Linked DNA regions of Mus musculus: region 1 is linked to region 2. The links are chromatin contacts, called in public HiChIP or PLAC-seq maps. All regions are on one chromosome and are shown on one strand. Each heading gives the region's core, a stretch centred on a gene start, on an enhancer-like site or on the middle of the called end of the contact. The rest is flanking DNA. Distances are from core to core; before and after follow the strand shown.

Region 1 (7,675 bases), core at 351-2,850, 34 kb after region 2:
CACTCTGTAGATCAGGCTGGCCTCAAACTCAGAGATCCACCTGCCTCTGCCTCTGGTTCTCCATCATTGCCCAGCGTGCTTGGGGCACTTGCAGAGGCCCTGGGTTTAGTTGTCAGCACCCGGTGAACAGGGCATGATGATACACACCTGTTATCTCATCATCAGCAAGACAGAGGCCAGAGGACTGAAATTCAAGGTCATCCTCAGCTACATGGCGAGTTTGAGGCCAGCCTGGGATATAGGAAACCCTGTTTCAAAAAGGCTGGGCATAAAGACTATTTTTCTGTCAACACAGATGGAGACTGAGAAGGCAGGCAGGCAGGCAGGCAGGCAGGCAGGCAGGCAGGCAGGCAGGCAGGCAGGCAAGCAGGCAGGCAGGCAGGCAATGCTAGTGCCCAGCCTCCATCCCCCTTTACTCCAACTCTTCTCAAGGGTCTGATAGCAACAGGGAGACTAACAGACAAAAATCTTCATTTAAGATGGTGGTATATATCTTTGATCTCAGTGCTTGGGAGGCAGAGGCAGAGGCAGAGGCAGAGGCAGAGGCAGAGGCAGAGGCAGAGGCAGAGGCAGAGGCAGAGGCAGAGGCAGAGGCAGAGGCAGAGGCAGAGGCAGAGGCAGAGGCAGAGGCAGAGGCAGAGGCAGAGGCAGAGGCAGAGGCAGAGGCAGGAGATCTCTATAAGTTCAAGGCCAGCCTGGTCTACATAGTGAACTCCAAGCCAGCCAGGCTTCTATAGTGAGATTCTTCCTAAACAAACAAACGAACAAACAAACAAATACAAATTTAAAATCCTCATCCAGTCTCTGTGTCTAGCATTGTCTCATAGCTGGGCAGTCCCTCTATGCCAGTCCCTGTACCTACGTGCGATGACACCTTTTCATGTCACCATTAGGGCTGTGTTATCCTTCTCTGCCCATGAGAAAACAGGCCCAGAGAAGTCTGGAAATCTGGACAGCCAGGTAACAGGGCAGTCAAGTGTAGCACTGTTGGCTTGGACAAATCAGAGACCTCTTTTAGAAAGTGAAGCCTGAGGCCCACAGTGATAAACAAGGAAGGGGAGGATCATTTTATGGTGGGAGATCCCCAGAGCCAAGGGTAGAAGCATTTGTATTGATGTCACGTTCGTTTAGAACTCTCTCATTTATAGTTTAATTGGGGCTATTCACTTATTGGTGCTGTGGATTGAACCCAGGACATCAGGCATGCTACTCCCAGACTTTATTATTGAACTCTACCTCAGTCTCTAGTGTTTATTTTTCCATTAAAATCTTTATGTATACATGTGTGTATGTGTTTAATTCATTTTTTGGTGGGGACGGGGTTTCATATAGCCCACGATGACATCATGATGTAGCCCAGGATGACCTTGAATTTTCTGACCATTTTAAGTGCTAGGAATACGGCATGCACCACCATACTGTTTAGGTAGGGCTGGGGTTCGAACTTAGGGCCCTGGCAATGCTAGATGAGCACTCTAACAAGTGAGCTTTAGCTCCCTCCTACTCTACAGTTTTATAAAGTAGACATTACACTTTATTCCTCAGGCAAGGACATTGGGACCTAGACGGGAAGTAGCTTTCATTAAAGGCAGAGCTGGGGCCACACCCAGGTTCTGCTTTTTCCTCATCATTCTTTACATCACTATTAGGCCATCCAGACACAAACCCACACTGCTCTCTGACTGGCCCATGCTCCTCATCACACAGGGTCATTAGCTAGGTCTCGTTATAGGAGACCAAGACTAAGAAAAGGTCATACTCCACATAGATACCTCCCCTCTATCCCCAAGAACTGACAGTGTGAACCAGTGTCTGTAGGGCAGGAAGTTGATCTTTAGGCAGGGCTTTTGAACTCTGACAGATCTGGCTCTGAGCTGAGGGACAGGGTTCTTAGGTGAGGAGGAAAAAGGTGTGTGTGTGTGTGTGTGTGTGTGTGAGGGGGGGGGTTGTTAACAGGGAACAGTCATGGTCCTAGATAAAGGAGATTTTGTAGAATTTAGGCAGGAGGCTTTCTGTGTCTTTTTCAGAGAGACAAGCACGCTGTTTACCGGGAAGCTCAAAGGTGACCAGGAGTGGCTATAAGAAAGAGAAGGACAACCAGAGTGGCTTGCTGAGCCTGGCACAAGGCCAAGTCCTGCACAGTTAGGGACAGGTGCACACGTCCGTGAACTCTCACATGAACTGTGTGTTAAGGAGTGTGGTGGCATCATGAGCAGGCTTAGGTCCCAGGTCCAGAGAATGGCAAGGGATTCTCCACCTTTGGCTCCGTGGAGGGACCCATCCAAAAGACAGAGCACAGCACATTAAGACCTGGCACGACCTAGCTCCCGCCACCCCTCAGCTTGTCTCACCCTGGTGCCGGCCATGCTAGAAGCCCCTGGCTATTTAATGCCTCATTAAATGACATCGCTCATTAAGTTGATCTTTCTCATCCCCTTAGTCTCCCTGTTCTGAGTTGTCACCTCTGTCACTCCCAGCCTGGGGCTGGCTTAATTTTCAGTGGCTCCCACACCAAGGATCCTGCAGAGGCTGCTGTCAATGCTGCGACACAGATTCCACTGATCCAACCTGAACTCCCTTTAGGGGATGTGGCTGGCTTCTTAATGCTTGTGCAAGACCCCACAAACTGAGGGGCTAAAGGGACAAGAATTTGTTCTGTCATGTTTTTGTGTGCAAAGAGGTCCTTCACAGGGCTTTCCTTGGTTTCGAGCCTTTTCCTGGGGGCCTCTGATGGCTTGTTGGTGATCTATAATGTTGAGTTTATATGTGTAGGCTCATCTCTGTCTTCATCTTTGCCTGGTGTTCTCTGTCTGTCTCTGTCTCTCCTCTGTCTCATCTCTGTCTCTGTCTCTCTCATTCCATATTGGCGGGGGCGAGGGGGAGTTGTGTCCAAAGTTTATCTTTTTTATAAGGACATCAGTCATATTTGATTACCCCCCCCCCAAAATGACCTTATTTTAACATGCTTGCCTTTGTGATGAGCCTATTTCTAGGTAAGGCAACATCATAAGGTCATAGGGGTTAGGAATCTCCTCCTCTTCCTTCTACTCTTGTTTGGTGTGCACAAATACGTGTGTGTGTGTGTGTGTGTGTGTGTGTGTGTGTGTGTGTGTGTGTGTATGTGTGTGTGTGTACAGATAAGTATGCAGAGATCAAAAGACATCTTTCAGCTCCCTTTCTACCGTGGGTCTGAGGGACACAGGACTGTCTGGCTCTGACTTTAACCTTTCATCCTTGTTTTTAATAGTCATAATAAATGGGCTATCCTGGAACCCACTTTGTAGACCAGGCTGGCCTTGAACTCAGAGATCTGCCTGCTTCTGCCTGCTTCTGCCTTCCCAGTGCTGGAATTAAAAGCTTGTGCCACCAATGCTCAGTTCATTCTTTTCGTTTTTTTATTTTTTAAGAATTGTGTGTCTCTGCGTGAGTGTGTGCATTTGATTGCAGCTGCTTGAGAGGGCCGGAGGCATCACACCCCCCGAGGCTGCCATTACAGGCGATAGTGAGCCACTCCGAGTGGGTGCTGGGCATCGAGCTTGGGTCCTCTGCCAGAGCAGTTAATGCTTCCAAGGAGCCATCTCATCGAAGTCCTTATTTAAAATTTGTTCAGAAATCTCGAACACTTCAGCTGTAGCCACCATATTAGCAATATAAGAAACGGAAAAAAACACCCCCCCCCAAAAAAAAGAGGGCTGGAGAAACAGCTCAGTGGTTAAGAGCACTGACTCTGCTCTTCCAGAGGCCCTGAGTTCAATTCCCAGTAACCACATGGTGGCTCACAACCATCTGTAATGGGATCCAATGCTCTCTTCTAGTGTGTGTGAAGACAGCTACAGTGTACTCATATACATAAAATAAATAAATAATTCTATAAACAAACAAACCAACAAAAAGCATCAAAGGGCCAGACAATAGCTGCCCTTTAATCCCAGCACTTGGGAGGCAGAGGCAAGAGAATTTCTGAGTTTGAGGCCAACCTGGTCTACAGTGGGAGTTCCAGTACAGCTAGAGCTACACAGAAAAACCCTGTCTCAAAAACAAAACTAAACTAAGCTAAAAGGGACAAAGCCAATTCCATTCTACAGGAGGGCTTACATTACAGCTCTCCTGTGAGCACCGTGTGTCTATAAGAAACCACCACCCCGAATGACAGGGTCTCAGGAATGAGTTTTGGAAGGACAGAGTTCGTGTCCTGTCGAAGAACAGAGATAGGGAGAAGATAGGTTGTAAAAGGAGCAGGAGATTAAAACAAAATAATTTTCAGGGTAGTGTTTATAAAAGAGGAGCTGGACCCAGCTCAGTGGTAGTACAGGAGCTCTGCTTGGACATTCTCTGGTGGGGGACAGGTGGCCAGACCCTTTCCCTCCTCCCTCCTGCCGGACTCTGCCCTGTTGTAGGTAGTTGTGGAAGGAGTAGTCTACAAGAGGTGGAAGATTAACTGGGGGACCGCCTACAAAGGAAACTCTGTGAGTCTTCCCCGATGCTAAGCTAGTCTTTCGTGGTGCAGACGAGCTACCTATTATCCTCTCGGTTTGGTAAACATGTTGGCTCACCAACATGGATTTGAAACGACTTGGTTTTTTTGGCCTGCTCTATGTGGGGTGAATAGAAAGAGGCTCCCCAGGAAAAGTCACGCACCAATTGGCCAGAGGATGTTGGTTTGATGTATTAGAGGGTGTTTCTACTTATAGACATAGGGAAAAGATGCCATTCTGTGGAACTCAATGGATGGGAAAAGTGAAGACCCAGGAAATCCATGGAGAGAGGGGTTAACTGTGGCTATTTCAGGGAGACACTGATGGGTTTGTACATTGTTAAGTTCTCCAGAGCACATAGATTTGTGTAGACCTATGTACAACAATTTACAGAGATTTGAATTTAAGAGAACCTCATCATATCAAAATTATATCCTGAGGGCTGGGGATGTAGCTCAATGACTTAGCTTGCACGAAACCCTGAGTTTCATCTTGAACACCATTTAAACATCCTAGCACACAGGAGACAGAGGCAGGAAGATCAGAAGTTCAGGGTCTTTCTTGGCTGTGTGTCAAGTCTGAAGCCCATCTGGGCTACACAAGGTCTTCTTTTGTTGGGGTTTTGTTTTGTTTTGTTTTGTTTTGTTTTGTTTTGTTTTGTTTTGTTTTGTTTTGTTTTGAGACAGGGTTTCTCTGAGTAGCCCTGGCTGGCCTTGAACTCACAGAGACCCTCTTGTCTCTGCCTCCCAAGTGCTGGGACTAAAGGCTTGTGCCACCAAGCCCAGCAAGATCCTGTTTTGTTTTTGTTTTTAATGATAAACACATAATAAAACCAAGAAAGAGAGTGACACATTTTCTTCAGTAATTAGCCACTGCTAAGGCTTCTGTGCCTTTGCAAACAGTCTAAGAAAACTCATTGGATCATTTAAAGAAGAAAAAAAGAGAAAAGACATGAAGGCCGAAGAGGGGCGGAGCCAACGGGGGGGGCGGAGCCAACGGGGGGGGGGGAGGCACACAGAATGGTAACAGGGGCAAGGCTGATCAAATACAGTGGGTGCACATATAAAAATGCAATAATTGGATCATTACTATATATAATTAACATATGGAAATGAAACGTTTGAAAATAAGTTATCTCATGAAAATAAATAAAATGAACAGTGACGGCAGTAAGATGCTCCGTCCACCTGTCAGGAGCTTCAACATTCTTTTTGCTCACAAATGTGAACACTGTTCATAACAAACGCATACCGTGTAGTCTAGCACCTAATAAGTAGTCCCAAGGTACAAAGCCCCATTCAATGCCCACACACATTATGTTCTGGGGATTCAGGAGTGAGATGAGAGGTGGCCTGAGAGCTTCCAACCTCCTCGCTCTGAAACAGGGAGCCAGACACCAGGAGTCGGGGTGTTCAGGCTTTGGTGGAATGGTACGAAATAATGTTCCCTCTCCCCAGGAACATAACACAGCCCAGCCGAAACCCAAATCATAATTAAAAGATGCCCTGCAACTCCCTTGGCAGCATAAATTTTGAAGATGAAAGTAAATGATTAAAATAATTAAACACTTCAAGCTGACAAGCCGGAGCGGAATCTTGCCAGCGGACGTTTGTCAGTAATTAGGTAATTAATCCTGGTGCAGATTATACGCCATAACAAACCAGTCAGGCTGAACGGAGCCGGCTGCTCAGAATTAGACTTTGAAAAAAAGAAGAGAAGGATGAAAGGGCAGATAAGAAGAGAGAAGTTAAAATCGGAGAAAGACGCAGTTCCAGTGGCCACCTGGCCGTACTCCCACCAGACAGCGTGGGCTGGGACCACACTGGGCCTCCCAGAGAGTTCTGGGCTTGACTTGAAAGCGGTTGCCTGCTGAGACTTCAGTGGGATTTCAAGCTGGGTAGGGGGAAGAACTTCTGTCCCCAAATCAGAAGGAGGGGTGGAAAGGAGCCCAGGGAAGAAGTGACGGCTTATGTCACACTCATGCATTAGTCCATTCTGCGAGGGGCATCAATACTGACGAGGAAGGGGGCTCAGGCCTGAGGAAAAGAATGTTAAGAACTGTGCTGGGGGCATCAGAGCCCAGTCTAAGCATTGCTGGCTCAAGGCAGGTTCTGCTAGAAACAAAAGAATATGCGTTATAAGTGTAACTAAAGTATGTAGAAATAGAAAATGATTTGAACAATATAATCTTATTATTTTTTAAAATTTATGTGTATGTGTGTGTGTGTGTGTGAACTGGAGTCAGTTGGAAACTACCTAACATGAGAACTAGACAAGTGAATTTGGGTCTTTGGCAAGAGCAGCCAGTTCTCTTAACCACTGAGCCATCTCTCCAGCCCCCAGAAAAGCCACAGTGCAATAGCAGGCATCTGCCATCCCAGTGGTCCTAAGGTAAACCTTGGAACTTTGCAGGACACCAGGCTTTCCATAGTCAACAGGAAGCAACAGAAAAGAGGCACTGGGCTCAAAGGAGGTGGAGGCAAGGAGAAATGTGCGAGGCTGTCTTCTGACCTCCGCTGCATGCCAAGCAAGAGTGCACTTGTACTTACACATATAGTCTCTCTCTCTCTCTCTCTCTCTCTCTCTCTCTCTCTCTCTCTCTCTCTCTCTCTCTCTCTCTCACACACACACACACCATATACACAGAAATAAGAAATTTAATTAATTAACAATAATAATAAAGGGTGATGTCCCTAAGCATTAGCACAGGTGCTGATGTTTCGCCGTGGCCACCTGCCTCACCGCCCAACAGAGGCTTGGGAGAGAAGATGCAGGAGGAAAAGGCAGGCTCTGTCTGACGGCCAAAGCCACAGCTTAGACAGGGCACCAGAAGCCACACTTCTGGTGTAGTGGTGCATGCCATTAATCCCAGCACTTGGGAGGCAAAGGAAGGCAAATCTCTGTGAGTTCAAGGCCAGCCTGGTCTACAGAGTGAGTTCTAGAACAGCCAGAGTTACACACACATACCACACACACACACACACACACACACACACACACACGCACACGCACACACAAAACCCAGAACAAAACATAAATAAATAAATAAACAAACAAATACCTTGCTTCTGTCTTGGTGGGCTGATATATGTTTTATTACCAGCATTCAGGAGGCCGAAGCAAACGGATCTCAGTAAGTTCAGGCCTGCCTGGTCTACACAGCTAGTTCTAGGCCAGCCAAGGCTACATAGTGAGACCCT
Region 2 (6,750 bases), core at 1,948-4,447:
GGGGGGGAGCGTGCTTCTTATTTTGAGACTGAGTCTCACTGTATAGCCCTGGCTCACCTGGAACTTGCTCTGTGGACCAGGTTGGCCTTGAACTCACAGAGATCCATCTGCCTCTGCCTCTGCCTCTGCCTCTGCCTCTGAAGTGCTGAGATTAAGGGTATATGGCATCAAGTTCAGTCCAACTAGTTTTATAGGATGATAGAAGCCAGGCCTGGTGACATAGATCTATCACCCTTAGCTACTCCAGGGGCTGTAGCAGAATCTGGAATTTAAGGTCAGCTTGGTCTACAGAGAACAATGGAATTGAGTGAGCTGTACCAGGTTGGGGTGTTATGATGCAAAGTATACTATAGTCTTCAAACCAACAATCATAATTGGTACACAATTTTAAATTTTATTTAAATTTTAAATTTTATTTGAGTATGAGTATTTGCCTGTGTGTAAGCATGTATATCACATATGTTGCCCGTGGAGACCAGAAGAGTGTGTCAGGTCCCCTAGAAGAGGAGTTATGGCTATCACGAGCCCCCGTGTGGGTGCTGGGAAATGAACCCAGGTCCTTTGCAAGATCAACAAGTACGCTTACTTCTACTCTTCTTATTGAGCTAGCTCTCCAGCTCTCTCTATCTATAGTCTTTTTTTTAAAAGATATATTTACTTTTATTTTATGTGTATGACTGATTGCTTGCATGATGATCATGTAGAGGCCAGAAGACGAGGTCTGATCCTCTGGAACTGGAATTACAGCCAGTTGTATGCTGCCTCATGGGTACTGGGAACAAACAATTGTCCTCCTGCAGGAACAGCAGAACAGCAAGGCTCTCTGGCCTGGATCTATAAATCTGTTTACCATGTTGAACAGTGAGACTCGGTCTCAAAAAAAGAAGCACCCCCCCCCAACAAAACCAAACCAAATCAAAATACATATATGTATGTATGTAGTGGAAGGGTTCAGAAAATACATATGTGTATGTATGCATGTATGTATGTAGTGGAAGGGTTCAGAAAATACATATGTGTATGTATGCATGTATGTATGTAGTGGAAGGGTTCAGTAAATACATATGTGTATGTATGCATGTATGTATGTATGTAGTGGAAGGGTTCAGTAAATACATATGTGTATGTATGCATGTATGTATGTAGTAGAAGGGTTCAGTAAATACATATGAGTATGTATGCATGTATGTATGTATGCATGTATGTATGTAGTGGAAGGGTTCAGTAAATACATATGTGTATGTATGCATGTATGTATGTAGTAGAAGGGTTCAGTAAATACATATGAGTATGTATGCATGTATGTATGTATGCATGTATGTATGTAGTGGAAGGGTTCAGTAAATACATATGTGTATGTATGCATGTATGTATGCATGCATGTATGTATGTAGTGGAAGGGTTCAGTACCGTATGCAGTTGAAGACTTTGCGCATTTGCTTCTTGTTTCTGAGATCCTAGGTTCTGCTGCGTCAGGAAGTTTGGGTGTCTAGGGGAGAATGTTTCTAGCCAGGAACACAGAGATGGTTTCTTTATGTTTCAGACCCTTTCAACTTCTACATGATGGCGGATCTATCAGGATCTACAGGACCTATCGTCTTGATGGAGACTATCAAGGGCAAATGAACTGCTAGTGCCTACCGAGGGTTAGGCAAGTCCCCTTCTGGGTTGACATGAACAGATACCACTCCCACTAGAGAGGTCAGTGATGCTAGACTCAGGGAGCAGTCCCATCAAAGTCTAGCTTGGTGAACCAATGAGTTGACCGGGGTTGCTTAAGGGTTGGGGCTCACTCACAGTGCCATCGCTAGCTCAACGGCAGCTAGGTCAAAGGCACCTGAGTCCAGCTGGGTGGCCACTCAGAAAATCTGCATCCCTGGAGCTCCCAACACAACTAGCAGGCAGTGTCACTGAAGAGTCTCTGTTGTCCCAGCAACCCCTTACATCACCCACTACCTTGAAGAGGGCCTTCTAGAATCTTCCGAATCTCACGTCTGCCCCCCTCTTCAGTTTACAGCAAACAGCTACACAGTAGCAGTGAATGATCAGAATCCAGGGGTACCTCATTGTGTTAGTGTATTAATTCAAGAATCTTTTGATTATCAGTGAGATAAATTCCACTCAGGTTGGGTATGGCAAGATATGAACTTCATGGGAAGGCATCAAAACTAGAAACCCAGGAAGCAGAAGCTGGGATGTTAGTCAGCCATTTGTCTTTGAGCTCCTGTGTGTCAGTATCATTTTTTCTCCTAGTACATAGACTTGGCTTCTTCCACTTGACAGGAAATATGATTGCTGCAGCCATAGTTTGAACTGTGACTTACCTGGAATGGGGCTCCTTCTTAGTTATATACACAGAGAGAGAAATGGGGGGGGGGGAGGAGAGGGAGAAACACATATACATAAATAAAAAATAAAATCTTAAAGAAAGCTGGCTGGTGGTGATGGGACATGCCTTTAATCCCAGCACTTGGGAGGCAGAAGCAGGCAGATCTCCCTGTGCAACTGGAAACCAGCCTGGTCTACATAGTGCTTTCCAGGGTAGCCAGGGCTACATAATGAGTCTCTGTTTCAAAACAACAAACAATAAAATCCTCATAGCATTTAATCAAATAGGTACAGTACAGTGAAGGGGTCTTTTTAAAAAACAGATCTAGGGGCTGGTGAGATGGCTCAGTGGGTAAGAGCACCCGACTGCTCTTCCGAAGGTCCAAAGTTCAAATCCCAGCAACCACATGGTGGCTCACAACCACCCGTAATGAGATCTGATGTCCTCTTCTGGAGTGTCTGAAGACAGCTACAGTGTACTTACATATAATAAATAAATAATAAGTAAAAAACAGATCTAGAAGCCAGAAAGGTGCTCAAAGATCCTAAAATAGAGTAAGTGGGGATGAACTGAAAATTCTCGGCAGAAAAGGTGCCGAGCTGGAGCACAGAAAGGACCACAGCGGGTCCAGACCCGCACCACGGCCTCGCCAATTGCCGAGCCCCTGGGAAACCCAGGAAGGAGGCATTTCGTCGCCATGTCTGCAGCAAGGAGAACCAATGGATCCGTGGCGCCTCGCCAGGGTGGTTAGGAGATGACACCGGACCTACAAGGCTCTCGGGTCAAGCTGCGGGAGGAGGCAGTTCCTGCGCGGAGAACCGAACCGGCCCACGTGGGTCAGACCGCTCCGCCCAGCCGCGCAGACGCTGCTGGACTCCGCAGCCCGGGCTGGGGCTAGGGCCGCTGTGCCTGGACCAAGCAGCCGCGTCACCACGCGTGCACGCGCAGGTCCAGGAATCCCCCACCCTGCAGCGAGCAGGACCCGAGGGACCGTAGCAAGCCCCGCAGGAGCGGGCGCCTCTAGGCCGTGAGTCCGGGCCCTGATGGAGGGCTTGGGGCCCAGCCGCCGGAAAGCGGGTTAGGGAGCTGCCTCTGCAGAGATTAGGGTCGCAGAGCTCGGACCACTGCCAAGTCCGCCAATCCCCGTGCTACAGCCGCTCCCATGCCCCCATACTGTGGGTTAACTTGGGAAAATCCTGATCTTAGGATGTCTGCACTCATTTCACTGACTTTTTGAACCTGGATCCTTAGCCCCGCCCCACCCCAGCTTCCTTTGTGGCCAGATTTAGGACAAATTTTAAGAGAGGGAGAGGGAAAGAGAGTTGGAGGGGTGGGGTGGTGGTGGTGGTGGTGGTGGTGGTGGTGGTGGTGGTGGTGGTGGTGGTGGTGGTGGTGTCTTCAGGCCTTTTCTCACAAGCCAAAGGAGTGAAACATCTGTCCCAACCTCAGTCTCTCTTCATGACTTCTGCCCATTGCTGGGTGTGGGGAGGGTCGCTGCCACCCTATAGGGGAACCTTCTTAGTAGCTGCTTGATTGACTTAATAGTATGTCTCACTCACGAGGCCTCAGTTCTTCAAGTCATACAAATGTGGTCAGTAGCCGGGCATGGTGGCGCACGCCTTTGATCCCAGCACTCGGAAGGCAGAAGCAGGTGGATTTCTGAGTTTTCCAGACAGGGTTTCTCTGTGTAGCTCTTGCTATCCTGGAACTCGCTCTGTAGACCAGGGTGGTCTCAATCTCATGAGATCCGCCTGCCTCTGCCTCCCAAGCGCTGAGATTAAAGGCGTGCGCCGCCACCACTTAGCTTTTGTTCCTATTTCATAACTGTAATTTTGCTACTGTTATGAGACATCATGGAAATGTTTGTGGTTTTCTGTGGACTTATGAAATATACCTGTCTATATCTATACATCTGTATAGATGTAGACATATGTTCCTTTTACAAGTATTATTTGTTATTTAACAGGACATCTTTTTTAAAAAAAAATATTAGCATATCTGTGTGTGTGCATGTGTATGTATGCATGCATGCATGTGGGTGAACAGAGAGGCTGGGGGGTGGGGGCTGGTGTGAAGCCAGCGATGCCTACAGTTGTAAACCATCTGACTTGGGAACATGGGTCCTCTGGAAGAGCAACCAGTGCTCTTAACTGCTGAGCCATATCTCCAGCTCCTAAATTTATATTTTTAATTGAACGAGGGTCAGTGGAAAGGCTGTGGCAATCACCCAGGTCAAAATGACCAGGGCCAAAGGAGAGTTTGTCAAAATGTGGACAGTGAGGTGGGCATGGGAGGAGGGTCAGTAATCCAGGGTGCTCCTAGGCATGGCTAGATAGACTTGTCTTCAGATGGCAGAGCTGTCCTGCCCAAGGACCCTGGAAGGAGAGCTGTCAGGATGTGTAGATCTGAAGAACTGGTGGTAGGTCATAGGGTTGAGTAGGGGTTGAATCTGGGCTGGACACAGATCTGAGAGTCACCTACACAGGATGGTTCTTGAAGCTATAACAGGATGAAGTGACCTTGGGAGAAGTTTGTAGAGTGAAGAGATGGTGAGCCTTAGAGGGAAAACCCTGGGAGGGAGACAGACCAAATAATCAGAGAGAAGGGAGGGACACCATTGCAAGGTTCTTGGGCTCTAGGTTGCCATTCTATCCTGTCCTGCTCTGTCTCATTCTCCTTCTCCTTCCCAGTCCAGATGTTCGCTGCCATCCAGCCAGGACTAGCAGAGGGGGCCCAGTACCCAGGGAGCCTGCCTCCTGGAGTATGCCAACCAGACCTCCAACCAGACAATAACTCCAACTTTGTGGAGAGTGCTAAGGATGCCAATAAGAACTGGCATGGTGTGCCAGGCAAAGTGGATCCTATTCTGATAAGGAGCTCCTCTGAGTCACCCTCTGATAACCAGGTCTTCCAAGCCACCAGGCTCCCTGAGGCCGGAGTCCGCAGTCCCCCGGAGGGTGCGGAGATCCCTGGTGCTGAGCCAGAGAAGTTGAGCGGTGCCAGCAGTGTCTGCTCTCCTCTGGAGGACATTGGCTATGCCAGCAGTTCCTTGAGCATCGACAGCTTCAGCAGCAGTCCAGAACCTGTCTGCGATACCCCTCGAGGTCCGAGCCCTCTGGATCCCCTTCTGCCCTCCGTGGCCCAGGCCGTGCAGCAGCTGCAGGCTCAGGAGCGCTACAAAGAACAGGAGAAGGAGAAACACCACGCGCATTTGGTGATGTATCGGCGCTTGGCGCTGCTCCAGTGGATCCGGGCTCTGCAGCACCAGTTGGTCGACCAGCAGGCCCGACTGCAAGAGAGCTTTGACACCATCCTGGACAACCGGAAGGAGCTTATCCGCTGTCTGCAACAGAGGGAAGCACCTTGCAGGCACCAGGACCAGGGCTAAGGGTGTGCACAAGTGTGTGTGCACAAGTGTGTGTGTGCACAAGTGTGTGCATTTGCAGGCTTTTGAGTGGTTATACACAAGGAAGGATGTGAGTATTAGCTGGCATGTATGCAAGTAAGCATAAGTGAATATCTATATGCTAACATGTAAGCAGGTATGTAAGGCATGTGTGTTTATGTATGCATGTGTGGCTAGGTACCCAGGAATGTGTATATATATTCCTGAATGTAGAGACAAAAGATATATATGCATGTGTATCAGTTTATATGTACAGGCTTGTGTTGGGTGTGTGTTGAGACTTACACGTTCCAGTGCTGGCATAAGAAACATGTGCTAGGAATGTGTGTGTTTGCAGAGACTTAAGGGCAGGTGTGTGTAAATGTATGTTCAATTGCACCTGCAGGGCGTCCACCCATCTCCTGTGTTCCCAAAGTCTACCCCAGCCTTATATTCTACTGAGTCTCACCTCCCAGCTTCCTAGAGATAGAAGCCTCTCCCACTGTCATAGATCTGAGGGCTGTGGCCTGTTCTCCTGTTCTGAGGGCTGTGGCTGACCTGTTCTCCTGCAGTTTCCCAGGCTACCTTTCCTATCCCTTCCCCTCCAACCTTGCTCTAAGACCACTGTCCCTAATGTTGGCTTGTTCCTAAGAGTTTTTTTTTTTTTTTTAATTTGGGGTGGTTGCTTTTTGTTTATTTTGCTTATTACTGTACAAGGAATTGAGCCCAGAGCCCTGTGCATGCTAGGCAAATGTCCTACCACTGAGCTGCACACCTAGCCCCGGTTCAGAGATTTATTGGCTGCACTGGCCTTCCTGTGCACAGGACAATTTGTGGAGAATTGGTCTCAAGGGAGGGAACTGGCACAGTGGCGGAGGCTGCAGCAGGGGTGGGAGTGGAGATAAAGAAAGATATAAGAAACTGTCCTCTTAGCTGGGTTCTGGTGGTGCACATCTTTAATCCCAGCACTCAAGAGGCTGAGGCAACTGGAACTCTGAGTTCCAGAACAGCCTGGGCTACAGAGTGAGTTCAAGGA

Evidence for each region. HiChIP or PLAC-seq counts read pairs in DNA pulled down with a chosen protein or histone mark.
Region 1: an H3K4me3 HiChIP or PLAC-seq map of intestinal crypt epithelium shows a contact between it and region 2, with 11 read pairs. The contact joins the enhancer-like site here to the promoter of 5730409E04Rik in region 2. A contact is called at or near these places in 12 of 39 promoter capture datasets (cranial neural crest, embryonic stem cells, frontonasal cranial neural crest and 7 more), 1 of 15 datasets of contacts at CTCF or cohesin (the G1E-ER4 cell line), 3 of 484 Hi-C or Micro-C datasets (the G1E-ER4 cell line, the MC38 cell line and nephron progenitors), 10 of 115 datasets of contacts at active chromatin or transcription factors (embryonic hindbrain, embryonic midbrain, embryonic stem cells and 5 more) and 4 of 9 other capture datasets (adipose tissue, embryonic stem cells, liver and 1 more).

Annotation. Positions count from the first base shown.
Region 1 is chr4:126,642,416-126,650,090 of GRCm38.p6, forward strand. No RefSeq gene overlaps it. Among named protein-coding and RNA genes, the nearest start is that of Gm46870, 26 kb to the left of the region's middle. Within about 2 kb of position 1,601, at least 9 of the 459 cell types and tissues checked have an H3K27ac peak or open chromatin away from gene starts, as enhancers often do. A contact at or near this core is called in intestinal crypt epithelium and intestinal villus epithelium, where this site is marked.
Region 2 is chr4:126,606,657-126,613,406 of GRCm38.p6, forward strand. 5730409E04Rik (RIKEN cDNA 5730409E04Rik gene) reads left to right here and starts at 3,198. Exons shown (of 2, transcript NM_001145950.1): 1 at 3,198-3,356; 2 at 5,020-6,750. The coding sequence starts at 5,025. The coding sequence ends at 5,717.